Regions from separate parts of the Danio rerio genome. Here region 1 is linked to region 2. A link is a contact called in public Micro-C data. All regions are on one chromosome and are shown on one strand. Each heading gives the region's core, a stretch centred on a gene start, on an enhancer-like site or on the middle of the called end of the contact. The rest is flanking DNA. Distances are from core to core; before and after follow the strand shown.

Region 1 (4,421 bases), core at 760-3,259, 130 kb before region 2:
ATTGTCCGTAGTGTATGAGTGTGTGTGTGTGTAGATGTTTCCCAGAGATGGGTTGCGGCTGGAAGGGCATCCGCTGTGGAAAAACTTGCCGGATAAGTTGGCGGTTCATTCCGCTGTAGCGACCCCGGATTAATAAAGGGACTAAGCCGACAAGAAAATGAATGAATGAATGAAAACTTGAAGGAAATCGACCGTGAGGTATTTTACAACCTGTAGACCAGATTGCTGAGGTAAATAATATGAGCCATGAATGAATGACTCGCATGAATGTGTTTCTGAAGAGACCTAAATATAAAGTATAGAGTTTTCTTTTCATCTTACCTCAATGTAAAGGAGAACAAAACGGTAATATTTCACCGCATTTATGAACCTCCCTTCATGATTTATTTAATGAAACATGACTTTAGTGTTAACATTTTGCATTATAATCAAAACCATATCGATTAAAGTGTAAACAAAGCCGTTAAATTTTGCGCAGGCGCAGAAGAATTGGTTTTGTTTTGAACGAAGACTTGAAGGAAATCGACCGTGAGGTATTTTAGACTTGATTGCTGAGGTAAATACTATGACATATGAATAAATGAATCACATTAACATGTTTGTGAAGGGAACTAAATGTCAGAGATGGTGTTTTCTTTTCCTCTTACCTCAGTATAAAGGAGAATAAAGCAGTGTTTATCTCTTGTACTGCGGTAACCACGGCAACAGCGCAGTTTTGTTCCGCAAGCGCCTCCTACAGTCAGAGGGCGGAGTTACATCTTCATTTAGATCGTCTTTTTAAAGTCTTTTAGTACATGTTTTATTGTGTGATATAAACAGTATAGTTCTTTATAGTTTGTTCTTGGAGTGAATAACAAGATTATAATAAATTAACTTAGCCTATTAATAATAAAACCAGAGCTTCTAACAATAAGTCTGTATAATTTATGGAATCAATAGACTCACTAGAAATTGTCATCATCGAGCTTTCAGATAAAATGTCTGGCTAATTATTAAATGTATTATGTAAATATTGACTTTTTCAACCCATGATTTCTCTTTAAAATGGTGTCTGATGAAATGTGAGGTGTAGTGTTTTGTAATAGCTTTGTTTTTAACAGTTTTTATTAATCTAAAATCTAGCTAGCATCGTTACCCTGCTAGAAAATCCAGCTTAAACCAGCCTAGGCTGGTTGGCTGGTTTTAGCTGGTCGACCAGGATGGTTTAAGAGGGGTTTTGGCCACTTCCAGGCTGGTTTCCAGCCATTTCCAGCCTGGTTTTAGCTGGTCAGGCTGGAAAATAACCAGCTACATCCAGGTAAAACCAGCTTGACCAACCTGTTTTAAGCTGGACATAGCTGGTTTTGGCTGGGCTCCCAGCCTGGCTAGGCTGGTCAAGCTGGATTTAGCTGGTCATTTTCCAGCCTGACAAGCTAAGACCAGGCTGGAAAATGCTGGAAACCAGCCTGGAAGTGGCCAAAACCCCTCTTAAACCAGCCTGGTTGACCAGCTAAAACCAGCCAACCAGCCTAGGCTGGTTTAAGCTGGATTTTTCAGCAGGGTAAAGCTACAGTTTAGGCTAACAAAACACTTGGTGCTGTGAATTTTTCATCACTGCGCTAATAATGTTGAAAATCATGATCGTTTTAGTCACTATAATCGTAATATAAAATTACCATGCCGTTATCACCTCCAGTTTATGTTGATTTGTTGCCTTTTTCCACATAAACACACAAACACGCTTGCATGAACACACAAACACATGCACACACTCTCACACACACTCAAACATGAACTCTCACAGGCACACACACACACACACACACACACACACACACACACACACACACATAGAGAGAAACAGATGTTAAAGCTCTCTTACCTCAACTCCTCTTACTTGTGTGCATATGTGTGTTTCAGCTCTGTCCCGTCAGGCAGTTGTTGTTGAAGTGGTGTTTGTGTGTGTCATGCTGTGTGTGTTTGTCCTCCGCTGTTTGACTTTACCAGTATAGCGACTCTATGATAACTGAACTGTGCACTTTTACTTCTCTCTCTCTCTCTCTCTTTTTCTCTCCCTGTGTGTTTACCGTGTTGGTCTCCTCCCTCTTTTCTTTCAGCTCTGTCTTTTCTCCTCCCCTCAATTCACAGTGGAGACAGATTTTTTTTTATCCTCCTTTGTCTTAATGGGACCTCTGAAAAAGACTGTTTTGTGTTAGAAGAGAGCAATTATACTGTGTGTGTGTGTGTGTGTGTGTGTGTGTGTGTGTGTGTGTGTGTGTGTGTGTGTGTGTGTGTGTGTGTGTGTGTGTGTGTGTGTGTGTGTGTGTGTGGGGTGTGACTGTGAGATAGAAATTGTTTGTGTGTGTGTGAGTGAGTGAGTGAGTGAGAGAATTTGCATTTGAATGATATGCATTATTGAAATCAACAAAACAAAAACAAAGTTATTTTTAATTTCTTTACAAATACACAGTAAGTAAATACATTCTTCTTTACATTTACATACTATAAAATACTTATTTACTGCAATAAACAGTTCAAAGAATAACATCTCCTCCCATAATGAGCATTTCCATTAGAGAGAGAGAGTGAGAAAACTGTATATTCACAAAAATTAAAACAATAGTTTGCATATGAAACCTGTTTTATGACTAGAGATTTTGCTCCATATTGACATGATAGCTTCACACATGCTGTGGTTTTGTCAGCTGCACATCCATGATGCCAATCTCCCATTACACCACATCCCAAAGCTGCTCTATTGGATTGAGATCTGGTGACTGTGGAGGCCATTTGAGTACAGTGAACTCATCGTCATGTTCAAGAAACCAGTCTGAGAGGATTCAGCTTTATGACTTGGTGTGTATCCTGCTGGAAGTAGCCATCAGAAGATGGAGACACTGTGCTCATAAAGGGATGGACATGGTCAGCTGCAATACTCGGGTAGGCTGTGGCGTTGATGCTCAATTGGTACTAATGAGCCCAAAGTGTGCCAGGAAAATCCCCACACACCATTACACCTCCACCACCAGCCTGAACCACTGATACAAGGCAGGATGGCTCCATGCTTTCATGTTGTTGAGGCCAAACTCTGCCCCGACCATCCGAATGTGTGAGCAGAAATGGAGACTCATCAGAGCAGCAACGTTTCTCCAATCTTCTATTGTCCAGTTTTGGTGAGCCTGTGTGAATTGTAGCCTCAGTTTCCTGTTCTTAGCTGACAGGAGCGGCACCCGGTGTGCTCTTCTGCTGCTGTAGCCCATCCGCCTCAAGGTTAGACGTGTTGTGTGTTCAGAGATGCTCTTCTGCAGAGCTCGGTTGTATCGAGTGCTTATTTGAGTTACTGTTGCCTTTCTATCAGCTGGAACCAGTCTGGCCATTCTCCTCTGACATCAACAAGTCATTTGCGCCCACAGAACTGCCGCTCACTCGATATTTCCTCTTATTCAGACCATTCTCTGTAAACCCTAAAGATGGTTGTTTGTGAAAATCTCTTTAAATCAGCAGTTTTTGAAATACTCAGAGCAGCTCTTTTGGCACCAGTCTATGATTGTAGCCTTTAAAATGGCTTTAAGACGGTTTAGTTTTTATGGTAAAGTGTGGCTCAAAAATGCTGAGTGTATTTATAGTGCTCTTTCTGCCAAACAGAACAAACTTTCACACTTAATAAGTGTGAACAGGCTGTTTGAAAGCATGACACTTTTCCTTTTTTTCTGCATTTGTTCAGTATTTTTTTTATAGTTAATGTTTCAGCATTTGTTTACCTCAAAGTTCCTGGTTTTGTGAAGACATCCAGTGTTTACTTTGAGAAAAAAAGAAACTTTGCTCTGTTGTAGCCTCAAGAGCACATCAGTAAGTGTGTTTGGATGATCAGGAATACGGCTCTGGTTGGACTCTGGTTGTGGGCGTCAGTGTTGGCACACAGAGGGTCTTTGTGTGTCAGGCCATGTAAATGTATTTTGGGGGGATTTCTGCCTCTCTCCCTCTGCCATACCAGCTATTTCAGACTCTGAAACCTGAAACCCAGTGGTCTGTGAAGTGAGAAGCACACAGGTCTATTTTAAACTTCACACTGCATGTGTGTGTGCACTAATATTTACTGAGAAACACCTTCTGTTCTTCATCGAAAGCGAACTTCACCAGAAAACAAATGAACGAATGAGTTATAATTGACTCACTTTACCAACTGAGTTTCTCACAGGTTTCTCACTCTTACAATGAAGTCATATAGTGACCAGCAGAAGTGTTCCTCAACTTAAAACCAGGTGTAGAGTCTAGAATTCAGATACAGCATTGCATTAATCAAATGTGAACTAAGGGTGTACTTACACTAGGCCAAGGGTCACCAACCCTGTTCCTGGAGAGCTGAATTTTAATTAGGATGTCCTGCTTAGGATGCCCCAAATCCTAATTAGTCAGAATAGGGCATAGGTCTCGAACATAAT
Region 2 (4,046 bases), core at 1,094-3,593:
GTAAAAAAAAAAATAAAATTACATACATAAATTTTAAAAGCAAAACTGGAATGTTAACTGGTCTAAAAGACAAAAGAAAAAACAACGTAAACACGCAGCTCTACTTAGTGTTAGCTGTACGTTGGTTTTTGCCAATTAATTATTTACCAAGTTGCTGTTATATGGTTACGTTTGAGGTGAACATGGTGCACAATAAACCCCACAAAATACAAAATGGCATCACTGAAGCTTAAGCATAGCATAATTCGTTGTTTTAAATAAAGTGACCGGTGTTGTCGCAATACCATTAGTTCATCTTACGGTACTATACCAGCTGAAGTATCACGATACCAAGTAGTATTACGATACTGTAATTCATAACTCAAATTACAAAGAAAATAGTTGGAAACACTAAATTTTACATGTTATAATAGGCCTACTTAAATTTAATTCAGAATTCCCTTATTGTTGAAAAGTATTATTTGCGCTTCACCTAAAATTTGTTCATAATTTTTGTAGAAAACTGACCAACAAAAATACAAAGATTATACCAAACAAATACAAATATAAATAAATATATATATATATATATATATATATATATATATATATATATATATATATATGTATAAAAAGCATTTTTCCAACAAAATTAGGCTATACGAGGTGGTCAAAAGTTTTTCAATGTTTCTTGTTGCTATTCTGGGGTTTTCATCTATTTTTTCCCCACTTTTATCAGATAAAGTAATTCAAAATTTCATGTGGTTTATTTTCAAGAACAGAAATGAACTGATTTAGGTGTGCGTTTAAAACGTCTGAAAACGTGTAACCTTAATGGGCTCTACGGACTTAAAATGGTGAGCATTTTAGTGAGTTTTCCACATGCAACATGTATTGTAGATAGACCGTTAATGACGATACTAGCGTTTACAAACTACAATGGCACCGCCATTATTTTGGAGCGATAGTATCGTGATACTTCCACAGTACCGGTAAACCGTGCAACCCTAAAATTGACTTTGGAAAAAAAGTTGTAAAACCAGAGGGTTAATTTAAAGGCCTAAACATTTAAAACAGCATGTTTTAGGGAGTGAATGCGTTGTGTGCTATTGCTGCTAACAGCAGAATCCCCCAGTGCTCTCCCTCCCTCCTCGCAGCCAGTGAACAGGCCACTATCAACCCAAGAGTCTCTTGCCGTTCACTCCACACGACTCCAGCAGGCCTCCATGGCTGAATCTTGACGTTCCTCGGGTTCCCCGTCGAAGAGGAGCTCATTAAAGTCCAAAAATAACGCAAGGCGATCAAAAAATGTCCATGGCTGGTCGGCATCTGAAGCCTCTTTGGAGCGTCCATTTTGAAGCCACGCCATTTTGACGCGCTTATATAAATAAAGCCCTCACTAAGCTCAGATTAATTATTAGAAGAGGAGAATCTTCACTTTCATCGCATTTCACCTTCAGTGGAGGACAAAGATGTGGGAAAAAGTCTGTTAATCCTCTTTGGCTCCGACATTACGCAACTATCTTTCTGCTTTCAAGGATATTCGACCATGAAAACCCCTCCCAAACAAAAGCCAGACTCCAGCGAGGACCAAAAGTGGTTGAAAAGCACAAAAACACATACAGGTTGAGAGGATCTTCTCAACAGCCAAAGTAGACCACGTGAAGAGACGAGAGCGTTGGATGGTGTCGAAAACAAAGAAAGCGTAAGGTTACGCTGAATGGGAGCATCTCCAAAATGGCGTCGCGGGACCGGAGATCCACAAAGCCGCCCGGGGATGTTTGGAGATCATGGCGAGACAATGGGCTTAGGGAGAGAACAGATTAAGCACAATATATATCTACCGAGCTTGCCCGATCTACACTCCCGGAGGAGAGCTCCAGGGGCATGAACAGCGAGCTAGCCGCCATGTTTGCTGGCAGCCTAGAAAGACAAAAAACGGGACTTCACCCAGGCATGTGGATGCGCCCATGATTTTCTCCGCTTTCTCCTACCCTGCTGTACGGTGTCGGTCTGCTTCTTCCGCGGCTCAGGTTCTGGCGGTTCCTCATGGGGCCCGAACCCCCGCCGCGGCCTCCAAATCCTCCGCCTGTATTTCCGAGCCGTCCGCTGGCGCCGCCACCTCCTCCGCGGCCGCCGCCGGTTGTGGCTCCGCGCCCCCCGCGGCCTCCTCTCCCTCCGCGGCCGCCTCCACCCCCGCGCTGTCTGTTTTGCTTGATGATGTCGTCTAAGGACATATCCATCTTGTCTGCCATTGTCTGGCCTTTGTTAACGCTAAACACTGCAGTTAGCTAAAACACTAAATCAGCACGGATGAAGTACTACACTGTCCCTGCACTACCGCTCACTCGCACGAGAGGAAACAACGCAGTGCCGCCGGAGCCAAGTTTATAGCGGCAAGCTGATGACGTAGGTTTGGAGAGTCGACAACTTCCGGTTGAAATGACCGAAATGAGCGAAGTTATAATTTTTTTTTAATTATATATGCTGAAGATTTTACAATCGAAAGCATATCAAATATTACAATCAAGTTATTCACATTATGGAAGAGAAATAAGATATGTAAATAAAATTCAACTACAAAGAAATGAAAACGAGAGAGGGTTTAGTTTTTGAAGTATATGTATGTATGGAGTGCAGTTTTGGTTGCTTTTCGATTTAAAAGTCCTTTAAGAGTTTCAAAAAACTTTTTTAAACCAGCCTTCAAATTAGAGATATTGGGCAGTGAAGTAAATTTTTGCATATGTTCTTTCTAAAATGGTATATTTAGGTTGTCTCATGTTTACATGGACATTATCTCCTATTAACCTTCTTTATTCAAAATTCAAACATGCTAGCTAGCGGTAAGCTAAAACTAAAGATTCGATGAATGGGAACAGCCCTTGTTAAAGGGATAGTTCACTCAAAATTAAAATTGTCATCATTGAGTCCTTTCCCAGAGATGGGTCGCGGCTGGAAGGGCATCCGCTGCGTGCTGGATAAGTTGGCGGTTCATTCTGCTGCGGCGACCCTGGATTAATAAAGGGACTAAGCTGACAAAAAAATGAATGAATGAATCATTGAGTCTTCTCCACTTGATTCAACGTTTTCTTTGAGTTTTTGTTTGAACACAAAAGATATTTTGAGGAAAGCTGGAAATCTACTATGGATGTCGATGGTTACAGGTTTTCAGCTTTCTTTAAACTATCATTATGTTCAACAGAAGAAACTCATGAATGTTAATAACCAATCAGTATGAGGGACTGCTGATGTATTGTTGCAAAACAAACAAACAAACAAACAAAAACAAGAATATTTCAATAACATTTAATCAAAGCAGTTAATCGATGCTGAAAACATTGTAATGGTAGCTCTCAGTCCTTACCTAAACCTGAATGAAACTCTATGGAAGGGACTGAAGAAAAGATTATTAAGATCACAGTGTGAGGGACTATTAATGTCCTGTGGCAAACAAACCAAATAATGAACACAAGAATATTAAAATAACATAAATCGAAGCAGTTCATCCAAGATGAAATCATTAAAATAGCAGCCCACAGCCCTGACCTAAACCTGAATGAAACTCTGTGGTCGAGAATTAAGAAAACATCACCAAGATCACAGTGTGAGGGACTAGTGATATCCTGTGGCAAAACAAACAAACAAACAAAGAAACAAAAACAAGAATATCTAAATTACATTTAATGGAGGCAGTTCATTGCAGCTGAAAACATTAAAATGGCTGCACACAGCCCTGACCTAAACCTGAATAAAACTGTGGAAGAGACTGAAGAAAAGATTATCAAGATCGCAGTGTGAGGGACTAGTGATATCCTTTGGCAAAACAAACAAACAAAAGAACATAAACAAGAATATTTTAATTACATTTAATGAAAGCAGTTCATCGAAGCTGAAAACATTAAAATGGCTGCCCACAGCCCTGACCTAAACCTGCATATTGTCTGCATATTTTAAATAGGTACCCACCATGTACAAATTTATGAAAAGACATGTAGCATAAGTATAATGTTTAATAAGAGCTTCTGAGAAAGATTTACGTCTTGTGGAGTGGTATTATCTACGGGCTT

What was found. Hi-C and Micro-C count contacts between places; a contact is called where the count stands out from the background.
Region 1: a Micro-C map of caudal fin shows a contact between it and region 2, with 1.8 times the contacts expected there. The contact joins the promoter of si:ch211-110e21.3 here to the promoter of alyref in region 2. A contact is called at or near these places in 1 of 18 Hi-C or Micro-C datasets (caudal fin) and 2 of 4 datasets of contacts at active chromatin or transcription factors (embryo and gastrula embryo).

Annotation. Positions count from the first base shown.
Region 1 is chr3:64,820,856-64,825,276 of GRCz12tu, reverse strand. It overlaps si:ch211-110e21.3, which reads right to left and starts at 2,009. Exons shown (of 3, transcript NM_001302615.1): 1 at 1,862-2,009. The region is part of intron 7 of recql5 (RecQ helicase-like 5); the gene reads left to right.
Region 2 is chr3:64,693,419-64,697,464 of GRCz12tu, reverse strand. alyref (Aly/REF export factor) reads right to left here and starts at 2,343. Exons shown (of 6, transcript NM_001105108.1): 1 at 1,974-2,343. The coding sequence starts at 2,234.